Linked DNA regions of Mus musculus: region 2 is linked to region 1. A link is a contact called in public ChIA-PET data. All regions are on one chromosome and are shown on one strand. Each heading gives the region's core, a stretch centred on a gene start, on an enhancer-like site or on the middle of the called end of the contact. The rest is flanking DNA. Distances are from core to core; before and after follow the strand shown. Region 1 overlaps Gm33682 (a long non-coding RNA gene). Region 2 has its middle 7.3 kb from the start of Dlk1.

Region 1 (3,516 bases), core at 39-2,538:
GCTAGCCGCGTGCCGGGGCATCACCTTAGGTTCACTGGTAACTGAAGAGTGTCCTAGGGGCTGGCGTGATGGCTCAGCGGGTAAGAGCACTGACTGCTCTTCTGAAGGTCCTGAGTTCAAATCCCAGCAACCATATGGTGGCTCACAACCACCCATTATTGAGATCTGACACCCTCTTCTGGTGCATCTGAAGACAGCTACAGTGTACGAATATATAATAATAAATAAATCTTTAAAAAAAAAAAAAGAAGAAGAGTGTCCTAGCTAAAGACCCACGCTTTAAACAGTTATTTATGCCACTGGCAGGTCGCAGAAAGTTCTGCTCTTCTTCCCCATCTGCCCCCTCAGCGCTTCTTAGGTTGTTAGCTGGAAAGAAAGGATAGGGACTGACCTCAGCCTCCAGTGGCAGGTGAGCACGGAGGAGTTTGGCTGGGCCTTGACCCTGTCATTATGGTGGCAAAGACTTGGGATGCCAGTAGCGTACCTCAGTTCTAGTTCAAAAGTCTCAGAGCCAGAAAAGCCCTGGTATAACTCAGCCCTGGGAACTCAGGACTACTGGGGCATTCAAGTCCTGGCAATACAAGGAAGACCTGTCTCTGAGTGCTGAGGGCAGGGCTGCCCTGGAGACAGAGACACACCCAGAACAGAACTCCACCAACTTTCTAGGGATTCCTAATCCAGTCAAGCCCATACTGACAGGGCTCCATGCATGGCTTTGGGCAATTGACCTAAAGTCTGAGTCCCAGCAAGTAGGCAGTTCTGGTTGTCAAGGGGAGTGTGATAATACATTTCTAGGAAGCACAGGGGTGTAAGAAGAGGTCTGGCTGTCAACAGGAGACCTAAATTCACTGGTCTCTAGTGTTCAATCCACTGCCCTTGGGTTTGGACTTTATGATGTCCATGAAAATACCCCAGAACACTCTAACCTGTATGTTTTCTGCTTGTTTCTATGTGGGCTTTACCTGTAACTTGCAGTAGGAGCCCCCAGATGTTCATGGACCTGGATTGGGGACAAAGCTCACCAGCCTGCTTCTGTAAGGATCCTCTGCACCAAAGGACAGGGCCACTTATAATCTGTGTCTTGCCAGAGCCTGGTATAGCTCGGAAGTAATAGCTAAAGTCCAGTCTCTCATTGCACAGAATAAAAAGCCAAATTTAAGCCATTCAGAATCTGTCAATGTATTGGGTCACGGTTTTCCTAGCCTTGACAGTGCATAAGGAACCCAGGGTGTATGCATATGCATGCAGATGTCAGAGGAGGTCAGAAGAGGGCAGCACATCCCCTGAGTCTAGAGTTAAAAGTGCTTATCAGCTGCTAACCATACATAGGTGCCAGGAGCCAAGCTAGGCGCAGGAGAAACAGTCCCAGATGTGGCGCGGCGGGGAGACCAGTTCAGCTGTGGCCTCATAGAACAATAGGCCAGGTCACTTCCCCCAAGACTTCCCCAGCCCCGAGAACAGCAGTCTAAGAGAGCGCACCACTGCAGTGCACAGGTACACACACTGCACGGGAGCCCACAGAAGTGGGAAGTGGGAGAGGTTGCAGCTGGCTGGCTGGGGCCCAGCTACAAGGACCGGCATGTTGCTTTCCAAAGAGCATTTCCAGGGTCCCTTCATGGAAAGAGCCTCTGTGGACAGCAAGATAATGGAGGGTGTAGACCACAGAAGGAAGCTACCTGATTAAGGATGATAAGGGGTGAAGCAGGAGTTGCTTTCATGTGGGAGGGACAGAAGCCCACTGGAGGAGGGGACACAGTGCAAATATTGCTAAGTGAACCTAGTAGCCTAGTAGGACAGCCCCAGTTCAGTAGGACAACCCCTGGAGCACCTAACCATGGTAGAGACCTGCAAAACCAGGAAGTGGGTGGCAGGCCTCTTCTACCTACTGCATGGTTCATGGGAGAGCACGGCAGAGCTAGCTTCCTGAAGCAGTCCTGAGCAGGGCCTCTTGCTTCTCCCTGCCTGCTTGGGTGGGAAAGGTTGCATGTACATGAAGAGATGGGTCAATAAGGCTGCCTTGGGCCTAAAGACAAAGGCACAGTAAGAACTGAGCCCTGGCAACCTGGCTTGGGTACCAAAATGGGATGCAGAAAGCTTTGGTGTTCCATGGAGGGTGGGTGAAAGGCATTGTAGGTCCCCTAAACCTGGCCATGAGATAACGTCCCAGTGGCTTCCCCCAGTACCCTGGGAGGAAGGCAGATCGGAACAGAACTGATTAACAGCTGTCTGGAAGGAAACCAAAGGTGAGTGGACATTCTCCCAACATTCCAATACACAACTTCCCTAAAGCCTCAGCAACTGATACTATTTCTTCTTGTTCTTCTTCTTGTTCTTCTTCTTGTTCTTCTTCTTGTTCTTGTTCTTCTTCTTCTTGCTCTTGTTCTTCTTGTTCTTCTTCTTGTTCTTGTTCTTGTTGTTGTTGTTGTTCTTCTTCTTGTTCTTCTTCTTTTTGTTCTTGTTCTTGTTCTTCTTGTTCTTTTTCTTGTTCTTCTTCTTGTTCTTCTTCTTGTTCTTCTCCTTCTCCTTCTCCTTCTCCTCCTTCTTCTCCTCCTTCTTCTCCTCCCTCTCCCTCTCCCTCTCCCTCTCCTCCCTCTCCCTCTCCCTCTCCCTCTCCCTCTCCCTCTCCCTCTCCCTCTCCCTCTCCCTCTCCCTCTCCCTCTCCCTCTCCCTCTCCCTCTCCCTCTCCCTCTCCCTCTCCCTCTCCTTCTTCTTCTTCTTCTTCTTCTTTTTTGGTTTTTGGTTTTTGGCTTTTTCAAGACAGGGTTTCTCTGTATAGCCCTGGCTGTCCTGGAACTCACTCTGTAGACCAGGCTGGCCTTGAATTCAGAAATCCGCCTGCCTCTGCCTCCCAAGTGCTGGGATTAAAGGCATGCGCCACCACCACCCAGCTTCTGATAGTATTTCTTAAAGATGTGTTTTTTATCAGGGGGCTCTGATGGCCCTCAGCACCTCGTCTGCTCTCCCCACCCCAATGCTACCCAGAGAAGGAGAGAGAAGAAGCTGCCCATTGGAGGAAGCCCCTGAAGGAGGCCCTTCCCTGGCCTCGGGGCCTGGAACAACAGGGGAAAATCAGATCAATGAAGGTTTGATTGATGACCACAGGATGGAGAAGCCAGAGGGGACCACACAGTGCCCAGACACTCCCAGGGGAAGGTGTTCACCTCCAGTCTGTTTTTCTGTTGTCAGGGGCACACTCAGGTGTTTTCTGCTTTGCAGATATTGTCTGCCCCTGGCCTTAAAAAATAAAAAAATATGTGTATTTATTATTTTTAATTCTCTCTCTTTCGTGTGTGTGTGTGTGTGTGTGTGTGTGTGTGTGTGTGTGTGCGGATGCTCAAGAGCTACAGGTGGTTGTGAGCCACCTAATGTGTGTGCTGGGAATGGAACTTGGGTCTTTGGACAGAACAGCAAGTTCTTTTAAACAGAGTCTTCTTGCCAGCCCAAAATAACCTTCTTAGCATGAGTGGTTCCAGTCCCAGCCTCTGGTCCTATTTCTCTTTTATCCTGTCCACCAGG
Region 2 (3,741 bases), core at 495-2,994, 680 kb before region 1:
ATGTAGCTGCCATTATAAGCATTGACCAAGACTACAATAATTCTCCACATATCACAAATTCTCAGAAGTTAGTTTCCAATAAAACAGTGAGTGGCTCTCCTCCTTAAAAACAATATCCAGCCGGGTGGTGGTGGTGCACACCTTTAATCCCAGCACTTGGGAGGCAGAGGCAGGCGGATTTCTGAGTTCGAGGCCAGCCTGGTCTGCAAAATGAGTTCCAGGACAGCCAGGGCTACACAGAGAAACCCTGTCTCGAAATACAAAACAAAACAAAACAGAACAAAAAAAACCAAAAAACAAACAAACAAAAATATCCATCTATCTCTTCAAAATTAGAAAAAACAAAAAACAAAAAACCTACTGTGTGCCCAGGAAGGGAAAGGGGCTCTGTTATGTGTCCAAACCAGTGCAGGCTGGGGAAGGGGCTTATAGACTTGGGCTGAGCAGGATGCATAGGAGTTCTCCAAGTGATGTTTCTGTGGGGACGGTCTTCAGGGCGTACATTTGGGGAATGGTGTGAGTGAGACTTGCGCATGTGTGTTCCTGTGCAGCTGCTAGACTGTGAGATAAGAGCTGAATATGGCATGACTATGATCCCAAGAGCTCAGGATGGGGATAGAGAGATTCGAAGTAGTTGAGAGTTCTCATGCTCTTCCAGAGGACCCAAGTTTAGTTCCCAGCAACTATGCTGAGCAGCTTACAATCATCTGCATCTCCAGCTCTGGGGACCCAATGCCAAACATCCTTTTCTGAGCTCTGAGAGCACCCATACTTACATGAGCAAACCGAACATCCGTGCACATGACTAAAACTGAAATCAAAGCAAAGAAAACATATAGGAGGAGACTGAGGCGGGAGGTTAACACAAGCCCAAAGGTCTGAGGCACCATGGTGAGCCCTTGTAACAAGCTAGCAACAAAGTGTAGAGGTTTAGTTAGTTTGTCCTGCAGGATTAAAATTCGGGAAAAACAAAACAAAACAAAACAAAAAAGAAAGGAGCAAAAAAACCCCCGAGGCTGTAGTGCAGTGCAAAAGCTTCCATATTTGGATCTAAAATCTGTCCTAATTTGGCAAACAATGGCTTCAGAATCAGAATCCTCTTATCACAGAGTCGTTTGACCAAGACTACAGAAATGATGACGGTAGTGGCAGCAGTATCGCACCCAGACTTGATCAGAAGCCTTGGAAATAAATCCAAGACGTCCATCCTCGTCCAGTGAAGAACCACCCACCTCGGTTGGGGGAGAACGAGTGACCACAAAGGCCAAGGACACCAGATCAGAGACTGCTTTTAGTCACCAGAAAGTCCTCCTTTCAAACCTGGAGCCTGAGCAAGGAGGATCCTCCTGGCTGGCCCCAGATCAGTTCTTAGGGGGCGGGGCAAGGGGGGGGCTGCGGGAGAAGCAGAACTTCTCGCTGGCTCTCCACCATCTGTAAAAGAGAGTGCTGTGTGGTGGTTTGCCCTCCCCCCCCCCCCCCAGCTGTTGGCAGGAAGCTCTGTCAAGTTTAAGGCTGTGAAAACATTGCTCTCGAGGAACGAATCGAAGATTTCTTTTCTCTTTCAGTTTTGTAAGGAAACATTTCCATTTTCATTCCATTGTATTAAAAAAATGTTTTCAGTGTGCTCTTTTGAGTCCAGGACAGACTTGAGAATCTCTCGACTGGAGAAGGCTATCACCTTGTCCCTAAGAAAAGGAGAGAAGCACAAGCCAGCTTGCCCACTAGAGGTGCCGGAGCTGCGCCGCACCGCCCCCTCTCCTGTAGTTCTCACTCTGGACCTGTAGCGAGCCTGTCTGTGGCCTGCTCCCTGGGCCTCATCACTGGCCAGAACACATCTTCTCGCTCCGGTGTTAATGGATTGTGCACATGTGCCTGACCTCAGCAGGACCAGAGACATCTTGTTCCTCCTTGTACCTCGCGGCTGGTGGCCTGCAGCCCTGCTCGTGAGCTGGTTGCGGATTAAGTGAATTAATGAATAAATGAATGAGGCACAACGTGTTCTCGGAGGGTTACCATGGGCCCCTCAGAAAGATCCCGTGTCCTAGCAACTGGTCCCAGCAGCAGGTCCCTCTCCGACAGCAGCCCTCTACTTCCCAGGGGTGGCTGACCTCCCCAATTGGCCTTCCAGGAGGGTCCCCTAGGTTGCAAGACTCTTCCCACCTAGTTACATCGCAACAGAGGCCCCCAGATCTTGTACTGGGAATGTGAGTAGCAGTCAGACCACATCCAGAGCCCCCCCCCCCCCCACTGCCTCCCTCCACCAAGCGCCTGGTTCCTCTGAACCGCTCTCTCTGCATGTGAGCGAACCGTTCCTATGGTGACGCTCTGCACCTCCGGGAGGCCCTACCTAGCAAGTCTGCAGTCAGGCTATACAACCAGTGACAGGACAAGGAGGACAAGGGGGTGCTATCGTGAGCTGACCCACCCCCTACCTCATGCACACACTGGGTGGCTTAGAACCCAAACCCAAACTTTTGATGATCTTTAATGTGATCCAGGCATAGAAATGTCTCTCCCTCTTAGCTTCCAGCTCTGTCATTCCCCACTTAGTCACATAATAGAGGCACAGCTCAGAGAGGGCAAGTGATTCTCTGCTGGTCACACAGCAAGGACTGGACAGAGTAGGACTAGAATGTTTGGGAGTGAAGCCCTGTTAGGAAGACTGTAGAGGCTTATTTCAAAGAGTCCCCCAGGAACCCTCAAGGTTGTAAGGCTTTGTTAAAAAAAAAAAAAAGCAGGGTGTGGTATGTATGACACAGCTTTAACCCTAGCACAGGAGACAGAGTTTGAGGCCAGTCTGGGCTACGTAATGAGACTGTCTAAACCACAAAAATCTAAAACAAACAAGCCAAAACTGATCAAAAAGCTCCGAGGGGCTGGCGACATGGCTCAGCGAGCAAGGATGCTTGCCACCAAGTCTGAATACCTGGGTTCAGTTTCAGAGACACAGATGGTGTAAGGAGAGTATTTACTCGTGTCAGGTGTACTCCACACATGCACAGCGACACCCCCGTGTACAGTAACAAGCCCAGAGACTAGAAACAAGGAGAAGGGTCAGAGTTGGGATTGAGTAGTCCTTCCTTGCCATTATTACTTCAGTGTCAAGCTTTGGGTTGATCACGTACACACACACAGGCACACACACACACACACTTACGAACACATACACAGGCACACACATGCATGCATGCACACTCATGCACACACACATGCATGCATGCACATACAGGCATACACACACACACGCGTGCACACACATGTACTTGCGTGTACATACATACAGGCACACAGGCACACACGCACATGCACCAACACACCCACAGGCACACACATACACATAGGTACACACATACACGCATGCACACACACACAGGCATACACGCACACATGCATACACACACACACACACACTCAAGCACACATACACAATGGCTTATTTCCTTTCTCTCTTTTTCCTACCTTGGAACTCAACTTTGATTCCCCCCTGTCCTCCTCATTATCTAAAGCCTGTCCCAAGTCTGAGACCTACTGGCATCCCAGATACTAACCCCATTTCTAAGCCTCATTCTGGCCATGACCTGCCTGACCCCTTTCACCACCATGATAGCAAGCAAGGATCAGAGAGGCTTTGCCGCAGAGCAGTGAAGTCTCCCTTAGCTCTCCCACAGATGAGCCAGACTTAGGAGGAAAATTAGCTTTCTCGGGGCTCCAAGCTATGAATTTAGTGCACAGTAGGTTCTC

What was found. ChIA-PET counts read pairs in DNA pulled down with a chosen protein or histone mark.
Region 2: a contact with region 1 is called in an RNA polymerase II ChIA-PET map of memory CD8 T cells, with 35 read pairs. The contact joins two enhancer-like sites. A contact is called at or near these places in 1 of 484 Hi-C or Micro-C datasets (pre-megakaryocyte-erythroid progenitors), 2 of 115 datasets of contacts at active chromatin or transcription factors (large pre-B cells and memory CD8 T cells) and 1 of 9 other capture datasets (embryonic stem cells).

What each region holds. Positions count from the first base shown.
Region 1 is chr12:108,761,488-108,765,003 of GRCm38.p6, reverse strand. It overlaps Gm33682 (a long non-coding RNA gene), which reads left to right. Exons shown (of 2, transcript XR_381914.3): 1 at 1-2,243; 2 at 2,927-3,273. Among named protein-coding and RNA genes, the nearest start is that of Gm33682, 4.1 kb to the left of the region's middle. Within about 2 kb of position 1,288, at least 84 of the 459 cell types and tissues checked have an H3K27ac peak or open chromatin away from gene starts, as enhancers often do. A contact at or near this core is called in memory CD8 T cells, where this site is marked.
Region 2 is chr12:109,444,249-109,447,989 of GRCm38.p6, reverse strand. No RefSeq gene overlaps it. Among named protein-coding and RNA genes, the nearest start is that of Dlk1, 7.3 kb to the left of the region's middle. Within about 2 kb of position 1,744, at least 63 of the 459 cell types and tissues checked have an H3K27ac peak or open chromatin away from gene starts, as enhancers often do. A contact at or near this core is called in memory CD8 T cells, where this site is marked.